3 separate regions of the Mus musculus genome follow, and regions 1 and 3 are each linked to region 2. The links are chromatin contacts, called in public HiChIP or PLAC-seq and Micro-C maps. All regions are on one chromosome and are shown on one strand. Each heading gives the region's core, a stretch centred on a gene start, on an enhancer-like site or on the middle of the called end of the contact. The rest is flanking DNA. Distances are from core to core; before and after follow the strand shown.

Region 1 (2,700 bases), core at 7-2,506, 330 kb before region 2:
TGTCATTAAAAACAAACAAGCCGGGTGTGGTGGCGCACACCTTTAATCCCAGCACTTGGGGGGCAGAGGCAGGAAAATTTCTGAGTCGGAGGTCAGCCTGGTCTACAAAGTGAGCTCCAGGACAGCCAGGGCTACACAGAGAAACTCTGTCTTGAAAAAACAAAAAAACAAAAACAAAAACAAACAAACAAAAAAAACAAGACCAAAAAAACAAACAAACAGCTCTCAAGCACTTGAAATCATCAAAATCGTGTTCTCTATTAAAATGTTAAAGTTGTATTTGAGTCTTTAATTCACATGGTTTTCCTTATGCACGGTGCAGTAGGGGTCCAATTTCACGTCTTTTCCCGGTGGTACCTAACTTTGTTGTGATTTAGCAAAGAGCAAGCCATAGCACCTCCTCCCAGGTCCCCAAGTGCAATACCTCCTCTGACAACCAATTTTACATATGTGCTGACTGATTTTATGTCAATTCCCTGTTTGCAGGCCAGCCGAGCTTCTTCTCTACATCTCTGTCTCCTTCTGGGAATATTTTAGTCATTGCATCCTGGTGGCTAACCAGGTTTCTATTTTCTGTAGATTTTAATATTTTATTACAAAGTGGGAGGGGGTGTTGCAGCTCATTAGCTCTTTGCCCTTTTATCAGGGTACAATTTGTAAAAGGCTCAGGTTTCAGATTGAGCCAGCTACCAGCAACCACAAACCTCTGGGCTGAAGGACAAATTTTCGGACAAAAGCGGAACCTTCTCATTCCAGTAAGCACTGGCGATCATGTTAGAAGCAAGGCAGTGCAGGTTTAGATCAAGTCCATTTTACAGGCGAGGACAGCCCAGTGCTCCGTGCCACTATGGCTCTGCCTGGTTTGTACAGCTTCGTGTGCCCAGCCCTCCTCCCTGCTCCTTTAAAACCATGGCCTCAGTCTCCCCATCTGCTTTCTGTGATTCTCTGCAGCCTGCTCGCTGATCCCATGAAAGAACACTGACCCAGAGGAGGATGAGACATAGCCTTGACAACACCGTAGGTCAATCAGCCCAGACCCTTATACCTCCCTCGCCCCTACATTTCTCCAATCCTGAGACAACCGCACCTATCTCCACTGACAGACAACTTGGTGAGCTCTCCAAGGCTCTAAGGTATTTGCTCCATCGCAGCTCCTCAGGCCTCCTACATTAGGTTTCTCAGGAGCCACCAGGAGGCGCTCTCGCTGTCAAGCACCAACTCAGCCCCCCCCTCCCCGCACCGCCCCCTCCGGCTGCGGCCCCGCCCCTCCCGGTGCCGAGCCCCGCCCTGTCCGGCGCGGCCTGGCTCACTCTGTTCTCCCGGTCCCCGGGACCTTAGACTACGGCCTCGCCACCTCTCCGGTCGGATCATGGGCTCTGCCGATCGCCCCGCGCTGAGGTCGCCTTCGTTGCCGCCCCCTCCCCCATCGCCGCCGTCGCCGCTGCTGCTACTGCTGCCTCTGCTGCCTTTGTGGCTGGGCCTGATGGGCCCGGGAGCGGCGGCGGACGGCAGCGAGCCGGCGACCGGGGAGGGACGGGGCGGAGCCCGCTCAGTGCGAGTGGATGTGAAACTGCCGCGGCAGGACGCCTTGGTTTTGGAGGGCGTCAGAATCGGTCCGGAAGACGGTCCGGAACCTCTGCTGGGTGGCCGCCTGCTGCTGGTGAGCTCAGCCCCGCCTAAACTTGCCATGACCCTCGGATAGACCCCGCTGTCTTCATCCAGAAGCTAGCCCTTGACAGCCCAGAATGCTACTACTTCCCAGCCTTCAGGAGTTGGCAAACCTGACAGCCACATGCCCCTTCCACACTCATTCCCGTACCCGTACCCTGACCTTGCGTGCTTTGTGGCAGACCCGGGCTGCCTCTTCTATTCCCCTTGCCTCCTTCTTTTCATGGCTCCTCGTTACACAGATGGATGTCGTGGATGCTGAGCAAGAGATACCCGTAGATGGCTGGATTGCAGTGGCATATGTGGGCAAAGAGCAGGTCGCCCAGTTCCACCAAGAGAATCAAGGCAGTAGCCAGAAGGCATATCCCAAGGCTCTGGTCCAGCAGGTGCAAAGGGTGTTTGAGGGAAGGGGAGAAAGAAAATGCATTCGAAACATCTGCTAGAGCCAGGCTAACAGGTGGCCTATGAGGAGCCTTTCCAGAGAAGCCCTGGGCCCGAGTGGGTCAGCAAACACCAGTATGGAGCATCAAAGCAGTGTGATGGGGAGGAGGTGGAGAGACTTGCTGGGGAAAGTGGACCTGCTCTGGTGATAGGAGCTGGCAAGGGTGGAGAGCTGCTTTGCTAGGACTAGGGCCAATGAAAAGAATTTTGGATCCTACAGAATGAAAGGAGCATAAGTTTCTCACACACATGATAATGTACAAATTTCTTAAAATCAAGAATATTCTTTATGTAACTATGGTGTAGGAAAGTTAGCATCTATAAAATGTTGTGATCTATGTTCCATAACTAAATATTGCCTTAGTCCACAACCATCGTGTGTTGCCTTTGGCTGTCATTATCTCTTCGGCCTCCAAAACCATCCCTTAGCTTTGGCTTGACTTCAGGGAGCTTATAGCTAGTCTATCCAGATGTCGGGCTCCTGAGAGCTGGGGCCGTGGGTAAGGCAGGTGTGTGACAGCCTCCCACCTTCCGTCTTCCCTTGCAGATGCGTCGAGCCCTTTTCCTGGGAGCCTCTGCCCTGCTTCTCCT
Region 2 (2,700 bases), core at 178-2,677:
CTCAGGACTTGAAATTCCACCAATCCTCACCCTGGAAAGCTCCACCCCCCACTCCCACCCCCACCCCCAAGAAATCTCACATAAACCTTTCTCTTTGCTCAGCTCCCTGCTGCTTCTCACAAGAACAGAGGCAGCCGCCCTCCTGGGTTTTCCCCTCCCAGTAAGTCTCTTGTGTGAGGTTTGTTGTGTGGTGTGACTTTGTGGTAGTCCTTGGCTCCTGACTGCCAGGATAGCTCTCTGAGTAAAGTGGCAACACTTGAGCAGAGCTTTTGCTGTGCTGCAGCTGAAGCAAAGCTGTGACACTTCTGTAGGGGAAGCCTTTCCCTGCAGAGCTGCAACACGCACATCTAGCATTCAGGAGGCAGAGGCAAGCCTATCTCTGAGTTCAAGGCCAACCCAGTCTACAGAGCAAGTTCCAGGAAAGTCAGAGCTCAAGAAGAAACAAAACAAAACAAAACAAAACAAAACAAAACAAAACAAAACGCCAACAACAAAAACAAAGGAAGGAAGAAATTCATAACTCCAACATGCAGTTATTTTTAAAAACTATAAGAAAAAGTAATCCCAGCTGACTATAGTGGCACACGCCTGCAGTCTCAGCGACTCAAGAAACTAAAGCAGGGAGATTACAGGTTCGAGTCTAGCCTGGGCAACTTAGTGAGACCTGATTTAATATGAAAAAAGAGAGGTGTGTGTGCTGGAGATGCAGTTCAGTGGGAGAGAGCTTGCCTAGCACATGGGAAGCCCTGGGTGTGCCACCCACAGGGTGTGAACAGTAAGCCAGCCCCAGGAACACTCCGCACTGCATAGATCTGCATGTACCATTGTGGCACAGCAGGTCTGTTGACAGCAGCACCAGCCCAAACAGTTGACTAATGCATTGTACAGTGATGGTATGATGACCATGATATAATTAGGCAATAGGAAAATTTCAGTTCCATCCTAATTCCCTGGGACCACTGACACACTCTGTCTGCCATTGCCCAGGATGTCCTTATGCCACACATGACTGCATACAGTGATGAGGGTGGGGTCCCTATAGAGGAGAAAGCACAGATTTCTTAAAAACCAAAATGATGACATTACCAATAAGAAAACCCATGAAGATGGTTTTTATGGGCAGAGGGGTTCACCAAAAGCATGCTGTCTTAGTCAGGGTTTCTATTGCTGGGAAGAGACACCATGACCGCAGCAACTCTTATAAAGGAAAACCTTTAATTGGGGCCAGCTTACAGTTTCAGAGGGGTTAGTCCTTATTGTCATGTGGGAAACATGGCAGGATGAAGGCAGACATGATGCTGGAGAGATAGTTGAGTTCTATGTCTGGATCGGCAGACAGCAGGAGGAGAATGAGACACTGGGCCTGGCCTGGGCCTCTGGAACCTCAAAGCCCACCCCTCAGTGGCCACACCCACCCCAAACAAGGCCACACCCACTCCAACAAGGCTTTGTCTCCTAATCCTGTCAAATAGTGCCACTCCCTCTGAGCCTATCAGCACCATTTTCATTCAAACCACCACAAAAGCCAATGTCAAAAATGGACTCATTTGAGCAACAAAAATGAAGTAGGATGTAAATTTGTTCTTAGAATTAGAAAAGATGGTATGACACAGGGCTATTAAGGAGATGATTATATGTAAAGACAGGATCATCCATCTCTGAAAGACTGGCAGTGTCAGCGCATCAGTCCTGAATGGCAACCCAGGTATGAAGTAAACACCACAGGCATCTATTTTGACTTTAATAAATGACTGTGTAAATCAACAGAGGAAGCAGCAAATCCCCTGTGCAGAGGCACTCCAGACAGACACATCGGTTTTTCTTAGGGCATGGAGACTTTTCTCTGTGACTCCTGCATTAGGGAGGCAGTGATGCCGGATCAGGTGTTCAAGGTCATCTTGAGCTACAGAGTGAGTTTGAGGCTACTCTGGCCTGGGTGAGACCTCCATCACTAAGTATGGGCTTCCAAAGGGAGCGGTGTGAGCTGGGAGTATGGTTGGGGGTGCAATACTTGCTGAGCATGCTCAGTCAAGGCCATGAGTTTGGTTCCTACCCCTGCCCCCAGGACTGCAGGAAATTATTCACAGTTCAAAGCTTCTTTTTTTAGGTGCTGGGGCTTGATCTGAGCACCTTGCAGATGTACTAGCACTAAGCCAAGCCAAGCCTAGAAAGTTCAGAGAGACATTAAGTCACCAGAAAGTTTTCTTCTTTTACAAAAATATATGTGCATTTGAAAAAAATTAAAATGTGACTATTGCTTAGTCCAGAAACACTGTTTTTCATAACTTCCGATTAAAAGAGTCCTGAAGCATACAAAAGAATGTTAGAGCATAGGACAGCAATGGGTCCTCTGTGTACAGGGTGAGTGCTGTCCAGCGAGGGGCATCTCCTGATGATCCATGCATGCCCTTCCTGGGGTGTGCACAGGATTTGTGGATGCTTTACCAGGCAGCTGCGTTACACAGGCCAGCAGAGACTGGACAGGCTTGGTTTGATTTGGTTTGTATTTTTGTCTCTCTCAGGGCTGGGGTCTTATGTATGATAGACAAGAACTCTACCACTGCTGGATAGTGATGGCACACACCTTTAATCCCAGCACTTGGGAGGCAGAGGCAGGTGGATTTCTGAGTTTGAGGCCAGCCTGGTCTACAGAGTGAGTTCCAGGACAACCAGGGCTACACAGAGAAACCCTATCTTGAA
Region 3 (2,700 bases), core at 192-2,691, 340 kb after region 2:
GGTTTTCAGAGAGGTTTTTCTGTGTTAGTCCTGGCTCTCCTGGAACTCACTCTATAGACCAGGCTGACTTCAAACTCACTTTTCAACTCACAGAGATCTGCCTGCCTCTGCCTCCTGAGTGCTCAGATTAAAAGTGTGTGTTACCACTGCCTAGCCCAAGAAATCCATTTTCTAAGGATTGCAAATGCTTTTTTCTTTTAAACAATTAATGTTGGTGGTGGGCAAGAGACAAAACCACAGAAATGCATTAGTCTAACCTCAAAGAAACAGATGTCAAACACAAACTAATAAAACTTTTAATTATTTAATACTTACTAATTTGTGTGTGTTGTGTGAATGCATGCTTATGCCACAGCACACATGTGAAGATCATAGGACCATGTGCCGTACAGTAAGAACAAGAGTTCTCTCCTTTCACCGTGTGAATTCCATGACCTGAACTCAGCATGTCAGGCCTGGCAGCAATTGCCTATCTACTACTCCATCTCACTGGCCCTCATGACACACGAGAAACAACCTTCTGCATTCTTTTTTATTCTTATTTTTTTAAAGATTTGTTCTTATTTTGATGGTTTTTAGTTACGTATTTCTGTGTCTGTGCACATAAGTGCAAGTGCCCTCAGAATCCACAGGCCTCAGATCCCCTGGAGCTGGAATGTCAGGCAATTGTGAGCCTCCCAAACCACGAGCTGGGACTTGAACTCAGGTCCTGCTACAAGTAAAATATCTTTTAGGCCCTTGCTTATTGTGGTAGTACATTTCAGTGTGCCCTGGTTTTTTTGTTTGTTTGTTTGTTTTTTGTTTTGTTTTTAAAGTTTTTTTTAAGATGTTTATTTATTGTTATACATAAGTACACTGTAGCTGTCTTCAGACACCAGAAGAGGGCGTCAGATCTCATTACCGGTGGTTGTGAGCCACCATGTGGTTCCTGAACTCAGGACCTTTGGAAGAGCAGTCAGTGTTCTTAGCTACTGAGCCATCTCACCAGCCTTTTGGGTTTTTTTTGAGACAGGGTTTCTCTGTGTAGCCCTGGCTGTCCTGGAACTCACTCTGTAGACCAGGCTGGCCTTGAACTCAGAAATCTGCCTGCCTCTGCCTCCCAAGTGCTGGGATTAAAGGCGTGCACCACCACACCCGGCTTATGCCCTGATTTTTAATGCAAAAAAAAAAAAAAAAAAAAAAAATCCACAAAAACCTGCATTTAGGAAACAAATTAAGTAGAAAGCTATCCTAGAATACTGAAATCATGCTTAATTCAATTTACTCAACGTTAACATAAAGGCTGTCTGTAGGACCCCAAAAGGGGGAAGCAAAGAGTTTGTGGGATAGTCCAGGGGATGGCTGCAGCTGACCTTCAATGGCTACTCCTCTGTAGCCAAGCTTCCTGGCACCCGCCACCCAGCAGTGAGGAAAAGCCCGGTACTTGGCATGTGCTCCTCTGGAGGAAGCCATGAATACCGCAGCCAGCAGCCAAATCCCCCAACGAGCGAGAAACACGCTCTAGGGCCAGACCTGAACAGAACACAAATGCCTTTCTCTGCAGAGGCATGGTTCCCGGAGGCCTGCAGACCATTAATGGTCTGAATAGAAAACTAATTAGCCTCACAGTGAGAACAAGAGTTCCACCCAAACAAATTAGGAATCTCTAAGAGCAGTGGGCCCCGGGGAAAGACATTATTTCCAGGTGCTCCTTGGATTTCCCAAGAGGCCGGAATAATCAAACATTACATGGCCAGCATTCCAACAGGTCTCTGCTAAGAAGAGAACCGGGCCTGAGTCCCTCAGGGTACCAATGACACTTAATTTGATCTATTTCTGATCTAATTCGAAGCCCCAAATGAAACCAGGCTCTCGACCTTGTCTTCCCGTTTCTTCTTTACTACTGAACCATAAAGACTCTAAGCACCCTGGGATGAGGAAGTGACCCATCTGCCTGTGTGGCCTCGACTCAGTCTTTCTGAGAGCCAGGGAACTGGGGAAGGAGTCAACGCACCCGGATTGTAAAGTAGTTCACACCATACATCTCCAGGTCCTGAGCTATCTTCAAATACTCCATTTCAGCTTCATCCCTGTGAGGAGAATAGAAGACACCATTATTAGGGCTAAGTGACAAGGATGAAGGACAGACTCTTGCCAAGTCAAATATTCTGAGCATGCCTCTGGTGAGATAGAAGGGACCTGCAGAAGATGAGACAGACCAGACACAGCAACACTTTTCTCAACCCAGAGATTCCCATCCCCGTGAAAATAAGAAAACAGATTCATTACACTGACTCTTGGCTTCAATTTCACACTCTGGCCTTGGTAAATAGTGACATCTGTCTCAAGTGATTTAAAAAAAAGAACGTGGGGGCTGGGAGTGTAGCTCAGCAGCAAAGCACTCACTCCGCATGCGCAAAGCTCTAGGTTCCATCCCCGGCATTGGCAGAAAGAAAAAACAAAGCCACAGTGCATTCATTCTTTCCGACCTCAAATGCACGAAGTCACTGCCTGTCTCTGTGTACTTCCTTAACCTAGAGCTTCAGTAATGAAGGGGCCTCTCTAGAAGCTGACAACACCCACTTTCCTGGTTTTATCTCTTGGGTTACTGCTGAAGATTAAGGCAAGAACTATCTGAGCCATAAAACCCAGGCCAGTAGGTGAATGCTTCTGTGTTGTAAGTCGAGCTTAAAGCAAGCTCTGGATGCAGCAGTGACTTGC

Evidence for each region. A called contact is a pair of places that touch in the nucleus more often than the background predicts. HiChIP or PLAC-seq counts read pairs in DNA pulled down with a chosen protein or histone mark.
Region 1: a contact with region 2 is called in a Micro-C map of embryonic stem cells, with 2.9 times the contacts expected there. The contact joins the promoter of Rnf215 here to the enhancer-like site in region 2. A contact is called at or near these places in 11 of 39 promoter capture datasets (the C10 cell line, the HPC-7 cell line, embryonic stem cells and 5 more), 7 of 484 Hi-C or Micro-C datasets (the AML12 cell line, the HL-1 cell line, bone marrow-derived macrophages and 4 more), 4 of 115 datasets of contacts at active chromatin or transcription factors (acute myeloid leukemia, embryonic stem cells, large pre-B cells and 1 more) and 4 of 9 other capture datasets (adipose tissue, embryonic stem cells, liver and 1 more).
Region 3: a contact with region 2 is called in an H3K27ac HiChIP or PLAC-seq map of embryonic stem cells, with 2.7 times the contacts expected there. The contact joins two enhancer-like sites. A contact is called at or near these places in 1 of 15 datasets of contacts at CTCF or cohesin (large pre-B cells), 2 of 484 Hi-C or Micro-C datasets (bone marrow-derived macrophages and nephron progenitors), 4 of 115 datasets of contacts at active chromatin or transcription factors (embryonic stem cells and stem cell-derived neural progenitor cells) and 1 of 9 other capture datasets (embryonic stem cells).

What each region holds. Positions count from the first base shown.
Region 1 is chr11:4,133,904-4,136,603 of GRCm38.p6, forward strand. Rnf215 (ring finger protein 215) reads left to right here and starts at 1,257. Exons shown (of 9, transcript NM_027859.3): 1 at 1,257-1,660; 2 at 1,911-2,054; 3 at 2,657-2,700. The coding sequence starts at 1,370.
Region 2 is chr11:4,462,949-4,465,648 of GRCm38.p6, forward strand. No RefSeq gene overlaps it. Among named protein-coding and RNA genes, the nearest start is that of Hormad2, 23 kb to the left of the region's middle. Within about 2 kb of position 1,428, at least 5 of the 459 cell types and tissues checked have an H3K27ac peak or open chromatin away from gene starts, as enhancers often do. A contact at or near this core is called in embryonic stem cells, where this site is marked.
Region 3 is chr11:4,801,685-4,804,384 of GRCm38.p6, forward strand. It overlaps Nf2 (neurofibromin 2), which reads right to left. Exons shown (of 17, transcript NM_001252250.1): 7 at 1,994-2,069. Among named protein-coding and RNA genes, the nearest start is that of Nf2, 47 kb to the right of the region's middle. Within about 2 kb of position 1,442, at least 95 of the 459 cell types and tissues checked have an H3K27ac peak or open chromatin away from gene starts, as enhancers often do. A contact at or near this core is called in embryonic stem cells, where this site is marked.